Regions from separate parts of the Sus scrofa genome. Here region 1 is linked to region 2. Evidence: chromatin contacts called from public Hi-C data. All regions are on one chromosome and are shown on one strand. The core of a region is the stretch at or near the end of the contact, and the rest is flanking DNA. Distances in the headings are between cores, read along the strand shown. Region 1 overlaps GLRA3 (glycine receptor subunit alpha-3). Region 2 overlaps GLRA3 (glycine receptor subunit alpha-3).

What was found. Hi-C and Micro-C count contacts between places; a contact is called where the count stands out from the background.
Region 1: a Hi-C map of liver shows a contact between it and region 2, with 2.0 times the contacts expected there. The contact joins two enhancer-like sites. A contact is called at or near these places in 3 of 47 Hi-C or Micro-C datasets (liver and skeletal muscle).

Annotation. Positions count from the first base shown.
Region 1 is chr14:15,334,455-15,339,871 of Sscrofa11.1, forward strand. All of the region lies in intron 2 of GLRA3 (glycine receptor subunit alpha-3), which reads left to right. Among named protein-coding and RNA genes, the nearest start is that of ADAM29, 30 kb to the left of the region's middle. Within about 2 kb of position 1,482, at least 1 of the 83 cell types and tissues checked has an H3K27ac peak or open chromatin away from gene starts, as enhancers often do. A contact at or near this core is called in liver, where this site is marked.
Region 2 is chr14:15,247,365-15,252,829 of Sscrofa11.1, forward strand. The region is part of intron 2 of GLRA3 (glycine receptor subunit alpha-3); the gene reads left to right. Among named protein-coding and RNA genes, the nearest start is that of ADAM29, 58 kb to the right of the region's middle. Within about 2 kb of position 3,802, at least 3 of the 83 cell types and tissues checked have an H3K27ac peak or open chromatin away from gene starts, as enhancers often do. A contact at or near this core is called in liver, where this site is marked.

The sequences.
Region 1 (5,417 bases), core at 232-2,731, 85 kb after region 2:
CATTGCACCATTCTGGAAGGGCCCATTCATTTTTCTCTTTTCTACACATGGATCCTGCTGGCAGCAAGTCACAGTTTTTGCAACAGAGGCCAAAAGTACAGACAGCCCCTGGTCTCAGAGTGCAGCCTAGTTGACAACAGGGATCCTTTGCACACTTAAACGAGGAACCACAGTCACACTCTTCTCCTTCTTCTACCACATTGTGTCCACAGCTTGTATACTTAAAGATATTCTCTGGATTTGGTGTAATGTGCAAACAACTTTTTTTTTGTAACAGTGTTCCAATATACAGCATAACTGTAGTTGCTAAATCAGAATTGCAGAGGCTTTCCTTGGAAACATTATGCACCTTTCACTCCCACATTTACAATTGTTGTCATCATGTAATATACCCAAATTATGACCAATCTCATGTGACACAATATATCCAAAATCATGCAAATTATCACCCAGAAAACTATCAACTCCACAATTATAATGTTGATCACCTACCGTTACAACATAGGCTAAGCCAAGATGGGGACCAAAATTCTCCTTGACAAAAATATGTGCAATATCATGGGGCAAGCGGGTATTAAAACTATTTTTCTTCCATTTTCAAAATTCATCCAAGAGTGCAGCTCTGTCACCTGTTGGGAAGAGGTTTTGTTCAGACCAGATCTCAATTCCAGTCAAAACCACATTAATATCCAGTAAAGCTAAGAAGCCACCTATTTCATTGGCAACAGTGCTTCATTCTGCACATTTGAGGTATTACTTTGTTGATGAAGATATTGATTGTGGTCTACAATCATTGCCAGTTCAAGAAAACGTCTGTGGGTCCACCAGCTTTCATACCCACTTTACATCAAAGTATGGTTAGCACTCTCTTGAAACTTTAGTTGTCGTGTTATTTCTTCCTCTGTTAATCCACATCTCCTGAGTGGAAATTCTGTCTCCTCTTTGTCCATCTTATATAGCAGATGTTCAAATGAGGTAGAAGGCCTTTTGGGCTTGATTTCATAAACAATATTATTTATCTTAAATATTCCTCGAAAGCCCCTCAGACATGTGCTGAGGGCAGCCAGGGATTCTGATACCCCTTCCACATAACCCTGATAGTAGCAGTCATTTTGGACAAAAGGGTAATCCTCCAGGAGAACACTCCATTTTGTGTAGGTGAACACTGGGAGGTGTGTAGAGAACAAAAGCTTGTTGGCCTTCATGTGGAGAACATGTCTCTGGCCTCCAAAACGCAGGCTGTAAGAGAGCCAGCTTGGCAGCTTCACTTCTCTGCCAGTGCCTCTTAACCTCAAGGGTATGACTACTTCTGGAGGACCATGGTGTTGGGAGTGCCCCACATAGGATGACCCAGAGTATCAGAAGCACCCCCACCCAGAATAGCAGGAGAGAGATCCTCACACGCTCCAGGGCCTCACGATCTGGAGCCATTGGTGAGAGCAAGAGTATGCAGGTCAGGTTGCATCACTGCTGCATCTTGTCCTTCTGAACTGGCTTTATGCAGCACTGACCTTTAATCTGTTTTCTGACAGAATCACACTACCAGAGCTGTAGCACTAAGACAAAAAGACCAGAGACAGGGTTGATTATTAGGAGCAAACCAAGACAGAGGGAAAAGAGAAAGGTATGGGTTAAAATGGATGATGTTTGGCTAAAGACATGGCTCAGCATACTGCAGTGCATTTGGTCTTAAGTAATAGTGAGTCAGCAGAGGGATACTGGGTGTCCAAAAGAACAGCGATTGGCATAGGTTGACACTTGTTGAACCTAGATGAAAGACACATGGTGGTTCAGTCATAGTGTTCTCTAAATATATAAAAGTGTGTGGACATTTCCATATAATTATATAAAACGAAAGGGTCTTAATGGAAAGGGGAACATATGTCCTGTTTTATTTATGTATATTGATTTGGTATAATTATCATTTTATAGTGATTCTTCTCAGTTTCCAATGATAAATTATTTCATCACATTATTTGGGAGAGATATATAAAAATATTCACATATATTGTTATTTTCTCTCATTCATTTAACTAATTACTTGCTCTACTTTCTTTCTGTTTTCCCTTTTTAATTTAATTCTGTTCAACTGTAAGGGTGAAGTATCAATTGGCTTATACATATATTAGTATGTTCACACAACAATAGGCAGTTTTTTACTTGAGATATGAAGACCATGGGTTATGGTGGATGTTGTTCAAATATGTTTATATTTGATTATACTCTTAGAAAGAACAACATTTTCAAATCCTCTGGAAATATGAAATTGAAGGAAATCAAATGAGATGGCAAAGTAAAAGTTAGAAATGGGAGTACAGTGGCCCTCTGTATCTATAATTTCCACTTCTCTTGATTAAACTGTGGACCAAAAATATGTAGAAAAAAAATTCCAGAGAGCTCTGAAAAGCAAAGCTTTAGCTAGCAGCACATAGGCAAATGTTTACATAACATTTACATTCTGTTTCAGACTCTATATAGCATTTACTTTGTATTAATTATTGCAAGTAATCTGGAGATGATTTGAAGTATAAAGGACTGCATAGTAGCTTATACGCAAATACTATACCATTTTACATAAGGGTCGTGAGCATCAGTGGATTTTGGTATCTGTGGGAGATATTTGGACCAATCCCCATGGATAACAAGGGACAACTATATACTGAAGGCAGAATAAATGCAGAAATGCAATGAAATTCAATCAATCATAAAAAGAGGGAGGAAAAGGTTGGAGAAGGTATTATCTTCCTACAAGGGCAAAAACATCTAAGTTCCCTTATTTTTAGAATTACAAGGCAACCAACTCCGAAGTTCAACCTTCCCTTGTACATACTTCTTAAAAAGAACATTATCCTATGTGAAAATACATTTATAAAAATTTTATGAGATTAGTAGAAACATACTATCACACATTTGTGAAAATAAGAAATCTGGTGCTAACACAGTGCCTGTCAACACTGATACTTTACATTCTTCCTTGAATAATGTATTAATAAACTACATAATGTGCAGACATTGTTCTGCACACTTAGGAAACATAAAGGAGTAAAACTTAAATAATTTGATGCTTCTGACTACAAATTTGGACAGAGTGATGGGCAAAATTAAACGTTGGGTATTTTTAAAATTGCATTCAACATTTTATGTATAAAATGCCTATTTTTATTTACTGAATATCAACAGTCTGCATCAAATCATTAAAGTACTGACAGTGCTTAAAGTAATGACATCAAGAACCTCCAGACAAGTTGAAAAAACTGAAGAAAGTGAAGTCAGCTATGAGAAATGTACAACACACTGAGCGAATGCAGATTCCATAGTAGGTCATACAAAATGAAAATCGCCTAATTCAGGACCTATCATCTCCTGGACCATGTACCAATTTCTGCTCATTTTAGGGAAAAAAACCCTCTTGGTTCTACATAACTTTGACCTTTTTTCTGGAATCCATTTTCTGTCCCTTTCGGATTCTTACTTTCATGGAAAGGAAAGATTTACTCACACTTTTATCCTTATTCCTACTTAATTCTGTTAAACCTATCTGTCAGCAGCATGAAGCCCAGTAGAGAGGAAGAATTTCCCCCATATGCCATGCAGACTAGACCTCTGGTTACAGTTTGCTTGGATTACCTAAACCACTTTCAATCCACTGAACAAGTAGCCATCTCATTACACCATTATTTTATTTTTTTAAATTTTTTTGCAGAGTTTAGTCTTTATTATTATTTTTTCTTTTTAGGGCTGCACCTGTGGCATATGGAGGTTCCCAGGCTAGGAGTGTAATCGGAGCTATAGCTGCTGGCCTATGCCACAGCCCCAGCAACGCGGGATCCTTAACCCACTGAGTGAGACCAGGGATTGAACCTGCATCTTCATAGATCCTAGTCAGATTCTTTAACCACTGAGCCACAACAGGAACTCTTCATTACATCATTATTTATCTTTCTTTCCTACTCTTTCATGAACTTCCAGTCAATCCTACCAAAACCTAAAAATGTGGGCATCTGATTTACTAATTTACTCTCCACCAGTTGTTAACAGACCTCAAGTCCCCTTCAAGGAGATTAAACCCCAAAGCCTCTGGCCATGTCTCATTGTAATGCCCCTTGCCCCACCTTGAGCAACCTGGGCTGCTCATTCCCTGCTAGGGAAGGAATGTTGCTCACTCCTAATGCTGCCTCTATATAACCCATTCCGCATGCAAATAAGGCATTCTGCCTGAAACCAATCAGAAGATCAAATATGCTCCATACAGAGATCAGGCAACACTGAGCCCTTACTAATGGTATAGGGGGCTGCAGTGGGAGAAATCAGGTTTGCACTCAGGTCTGCAGCGTGGGGATATAAAAACAATTGTAAAGTGAGGTAGGCCCTCTTTTTAACCCCCTCCAGTGCACTGAGAATGTACTTCCTTTCGCTTCAATAAATTTGTAAAACGCCCACCGTTTCAATGCTTTGCTCTGGCCAGGCAGGGACCAGGGAAACTGCAAATCTATTTTTCTGGAACAAATTCTATCCCAGTAATTTTAGCCATATCTTCTTATAAGCAAGCATGTGGACAACCCATACAACACTCATTTTATTTTACCTTTACAACTATTTTCAACAACTTTTAGCCATTCACCGCTGTCCGTGAACTCTCTCTTATTAGCACCCATGACAGTTTTCATGCATACATATATAAAATTAATCGTAATTATTAATAATTTTCTCTTCAAATTAATAAAGGAATTAAATATTCATTCTATAATTTCCCCCACATTTTAGGTTCAGTCCATCCATCTTCACAGCCTAGCTCTAGACTCCATTAGTTCAACCACTGTCACCTAAAATCCTCAGCTCAAACTAGATTTATCCTTTTTGTTTGCTTTCCCCAGTCCTACAACAAACTGCCAGCACTGCTGGGAAAATAAAAGTATTTATTTTTATTTTCCCAGCAGTGTTGGGAAACACTTTTAGAGGAATGTGTAAAAGGTGGAAACTACAAATTGGAATGACATAGCCTGATACTTTAAAGAATGAAATCTTGAACAAATATTTTATTTCAACACTTTGTGCTTATAATGATTTGATCTTTGTTGTCCACAATTTCCTTAGCTTTCCTCTTCCAAATTACTTCATTAATACATCGGGCCCTCAGTTGAAAACTACATTATCTTTGTTTTCTCAAATTGTTACTATTAAATTTCAAAAATGTTTGAGTTCCCATCGTGGCTCAGCAGTTAATGAGCCTGACTAGCGTCCATGAGAATGCGGGTTTGATCCCTGGCCTTGCTCAGCGGGTTAAGGATCTGGCATTGCTGTGGTGAGGGTAGCAGTCATGGCTCAGATCCCACATTGCTGTGGCTGTGACGTAGGCTGGCAGCTACAGCTCCAAATGGACCCTTAGCCTGGGAACTTCCAAGTGCTGCAGGTGTGGC
Region 2 (5,465 bases), core at 2,552-5,051:
ATGTACTTATTGGGCTTTTGTAAAATTTGCCAGTTTTGATTTCAAGCTACCAGTTTAATGATACTAAACACAGAATTGAAGAAAGAGATGTACAATCTGCTCTCCTGAGTAGATGCCAGGTGGCTTCAATGCATCACTGATATAACTGGGCAATTTCTTTTATTTACCTCTTCATTTGACACACAGCATTGATTATTTTGACTAAGTCTGTGCAGTCCCCTTGATGTAAGTCATATACATATTTTTAACCCATAAAATGGATAATAACTAGAATAGATTGGATAATTTCTATAATTTGAGAACACCATTTTTTTGGTAACTTATGATAGGCAAATCTCTTAAATTTAAAACTGTAATAAATGTAACTATGCTTTTTAGTGTTTTGAAATAGCACTGAATATTCCTTACTCTTTTTTTTTATGTCTTTTTAGGGCTGCAGCTGCAGGACGTGGAGGTTCCCAGGATAGGGTTTGAATTGGAGCTACAACTGCTGGTCTATACCACAGCCACAGCAACTCAGGATCTGAGTCACATCTGTGACCTACACCACAGCTCACAACAATGCCAGATCCTTAACCCACTGAGCAAGGACAGGGATTGAACCCGCATCCTCATGGATACTAATCAGGTTCATTAACTGATGAGCTGTAATGGGAACTCCTGAATATTCTTTATTCTTATTTGATATGATGTTGACATAGTTCATTTTTCTTTTTGATATATATGCATTCCAAGTAAACATAAGCTTTTCATGCTCCCTGGACACTTCATGACCTCTGAGGGGGTCTCAAAATATTTTGGTCTGAGAACTCATCAGTTTTAGGAAGTTTCTTATAGAAAACTGTTCAGAACAAAATGAAGTTATGTAACCTTTAGTCCTGGAATATGCTAGCTAGGATCTCAAAACACTTTGATCATTGAATTAAAAAAACAGTTTGAGAAGTATTAATTATGTCAATTATATATTCTACATAATTTTCTATAAAATTATGGGGAGTGTTATTTAAAAAAAAAGATGTCTTTCACTGAGAGAGCTGAATAGAATTATGTTTCAGTAGGATTTATCCCAAGGATGCAAGGATTTTTCAGTATCTACAAGTTAATCAGTGTGATACACCATATTAACAAATTGAAGAATAAAAACCATATGATCATCTAAATAGATGCAGGAAAGGCTTTTGACAAAATTCAACATCCATTTATACTTAATGCTCTCTAGAAAGTTGGCATAGAGGGAACCTACTTCAACATAATAAAGACAGTATATTATAAACCCAGAGCTAACATCATATGTGATGGTGAAAAGCTGGAAGCATTTCCTCTAAGAGAAGAAGACATGACTGTCCACTCTTGCCACTGTTATTCAACATAGTTTTGGAAGTCCTAGCCATAGCTATCGGAGAATAAAAAGAAATAAAAGGAATCCAAATTGGGAAAGAGAAAGTAAAACTGTCATTGTTGGCAGATGATGTGATACGATACATAGAAAATCCTAAAGATGCTACCAGAAAATTACTAAAGTTCATTAGGGAATTCAGTAAAGTATCAGGATTCAAAACTAATATACAGAAATCTTTTGCATTTCTGTACACTAACAATGAAAGATCAGAAAGAGAAATTAAGGAAACAATCCAATTTGCCATTGCACCAAAAAGAATAAAATACCTAGGAATAAAGCTGCCCATGGAGACAAAAGACCTGCCCTCTGAAAACTATAAGATGCTCATGAAAGAAATCAAAAGTGACGCAAACAGATAGAAAGCTACACCATGGTCTTGGATTGGAAGAATCAATAATGTCAAAATGAATATACATACCAAGGTAATCTACAGATACACTGCAATATCTATCAAATTACCAATGGTATTTTTCACAGAACTATATGAAAACATTTTAAAATTTGTCTGGAAACACAAAAGACTCCAAATAGCCAAAGCAATCCTGAGAAAGAAAAACGGAGCTGGAGGAATCAGGCTTCCTGACTTCAGACTATACTACAAATTACAGTCATTGAAACAGTATGGTACTGGCACAAAGACAGACATAGATCAATGGAACAGGACAGATTGCCCAAACGTAAACCCACACACCTGTTGTCATTTCATCTATACAAATGAGGAAAGAATGTACAATGGTGAAAAGACAATCTCTTCAATAAGTGGTGCAGGAAAAACTGAATGGCTTGTGCTAGTGCTGGAAATACAGTGGTAAAGAAACCAGTTAAGGTCCCTGTTCGCATGGGGTTTACATTGTAGTTGGAAAGACAGACATGAATGAACCAATACTCAGTCATTCATCAGTCACACCAACAGGGAAAAATAAGAAGAATCTCTGAGTTTTGACAAATGCATTAACCCAAGCCTCCATCAAGACCTGGAACTTTACTACAATTCCAGAAATTTCCCTCATGCCTGAAATGCTCTTCCCTGGGATCTGGCATGACTGGCTCCTTTTTGTCACTCAGAGCTAAATTTAAATTCTCTTCCCTGTACCCCTTCTCACACTGTGCTAATTTTTAGTACAACCTTGTTAAACATTACCTTTGTGTGCAGCAGCTCGGGGATGGTACTGCTTAGGAAATCCCTGGTCAAAAATATGTAACCCATATATTCGCATCGGTATTTTGGAGAGAATATCTTCAGACGTTTCTAAGATCAAGCTAGGTTTTACTTTTCACTACTCTCCACGTTGCTTTCAGACGGTGCATTAACCATTTTGGTTATCAAGATGACATAGTGCTGTTTACTTGGAATTTGAGCCTAGTTAGAGTTTTAAAATTCATATTTATCAATATTGAAGATGAGGCCCAAGAAATAGCAAAAAAGACGAAAAAAAAAAAGATAAACATGTAAGATCTGATCCCTATGCCAGATCATGCCATGTTTATTATCAATAAGTTGTTTTTTGTTTCTCCATTCTCTCTTTCTTCTCTCTCTCTCCCTTCCTTTTTTGGAAGTACAAAGCATTTTAAAGAATGATATATTCCATCTCTCTCTGTGTTACATGTTTGTTTTTCCCCTCAGGAATTCCAACCATGTGAGTGATGACATGTAATAACTACCATCTATCCTGCTCTTCCTGTGTCTGCCATTTGTACAGGGATGATATTATTAACCTAGACTTGCCACCTGGTTGGAAACAGCTCTGCTTTACACTCATATTCTTGAAAATAAGGCCTTGTAGGTAAGCAAGCAACAAGATTTTTGAAAAATAAGTGACAAATATTTAGACAGCATGAGGTATGAGTCCCTCTCTCTTTGCATCGCCCAGTACCAGATACTACCCAGCGCCAAGACAAATAACTCAATTAGTATTGCTTGTAACTGTTATAACCTCAGAGAGTATGGAATCTAAAAAAACTCACCTAATCCTTCAAAATGTTAGATAAGTGGACAGTTGGCAAATGAGTATTGAGGACAGACTGAAATGGAAAATGAAAAACTGGTGGTAAAAAAGGGTTAGAGTAAACATAGTTTTGTTAATGGATGTTTGGAGAAATGGGAAGCTGGTTTCATATTCTTGGCTGGATAAAAATGGAGGTTGTCTTAGTGTACTTATGGGTATTATTAATAGCAGGTCTCCTTAAAGCACAAAACGAACTCTCTCTTTCTTGCAAAGGAATGCCTCTGAGTTAGTACTGAGAAGAGATACCTTGTCTCTGGTGCTGTGGGGTCTCCCAAGATAACTAGAAGCAGTGCAATTGCTTTGATTTGTCATTCCTACAGGCAAGACTCTGCTTTGCTGCTTTACACAGCTCTCTGCTTCTGAAAAAGGCACACAATTTTACTCTATCGAGCTGCTTCTAGAAAGGATGAGGTGAGGTGAGTGCAGCCCAGGGATTAGCTTCTAGCCAGACTGTTCTGGATCACTGAACATAACCTTATAAACAAACATCTGACTGCTAAGCTCAAAGTCCATTTGCACTTTCATTTCCTGAATTTCATCCATGTTATTTCTTTTCATTTATTCTTTTTTCAAGGTGAGGATGCATTCTGAATTTGGTATTTTGGTTCCGGAGAGTGGCTCTGAAAGTACTGTTAAAATAATACATGCTGGCTTTTTTGCCTTTCATTTTCAGTTTTATAATTACGGTTTGACCATTAATACAATTTGGCAGTGATAGTGACAATTGCATATGTGAAAAAGTTATCATTGGAATGCAAAAATTTTTAAAGTTCTTGGAAAGAAAGAAAAATATCTCAACCATTTTTTCAGTGCTGCCTCACTTCAGTATGCAGATATTTACTCCAGTTCAGTGAATATCTAGAATGAAAATTCATCAGAATTTATACTATAAGGTAAAAGATTTTTTAAACAAAGTTAATGCCTCTTGCTTATGTCTTTTCTTTGTAAGATGAATTTTTATTTTTCATACTAAGGCCACAAGTAAATCCAGGATTTATGAATTAATGAATTGTGTAGGCATGGAGAATTAAATTAGAATTAACACATGCATGTTCCTAATCTCTTTACCATACTCTTTTGGTATTAGATGGTTTCCATTTAGTAGGGGCAGCAAAAGCATAGAAGTAGGTTGTATTTTAGAAGTGGAATAATCAAAAGTTACTTAAATTTGGTGGATGAAATATGGTCAAAATGATGTTTCTCAAGCATACATATTTTTTCTTGGAAAAAAATCTCCCCTGGAAGGATAAACATTGTCAAAGCTTTCTCCTGTAAGGGAAAGGTAATGTAGATGAAGGCTTTCCATTGGTTTGCTAGAATCTGTTTCATGTCTAGGAATTGTAAAGATTGGAAATAGTAAAAGCTAGTTGTCTTCATTCCTTCAAGGAATGTTCCTTTATTTTACTTTATGTTTTATAAAATTCAATGACTAGAAAAGGCTAGTATTATTATTTACTTGGAAACAGAACAAATGAAATGGAGCTGAAATCCTTTAAAAGTTAAAAAAATTAAAATTTAATGTTAAAATATAATTGCATTTTCTTTCTTTTTTTTTTTTTTTTTTGCTTTTTAGGGCCACACCCTTGAAAGTTCCCAGGCTAGAGGTCAAATCGGAGCTACAGCTGCTGGCCTTCACCACAGCCATAGCAACACCAGATCTGAGCCATGTCTGTGATCTGCACCATAGCTCAAAGCAACACTGATCCTCAACCCACCGAGCAAGGCCAGGGACCCTACCTGTATCCTCATGGATACTAGTCAGGTTCATTACTGCTGAGTCACAGTGGGAACTTCCTAACTGCATTTTCTAAGAATGATAATTTTTTTCTAGATCATTTTTTAAGCAACAATGGATATTGCTACATACTTATTATCAAATATTTACATATGGGGCATACTTCTGTCTCATATAATTATCCTTATGTCACAAATGATTTTTAGTATTTCTGATCTTGCTCCTGACTATCCTTCTGATCATAGCTGCCCCAAACAAAAATTAGGATATTTTGGTTTATGATGTCCCGTTGAAAATAAATAAGACAAACGCTGAGTGATCAAAA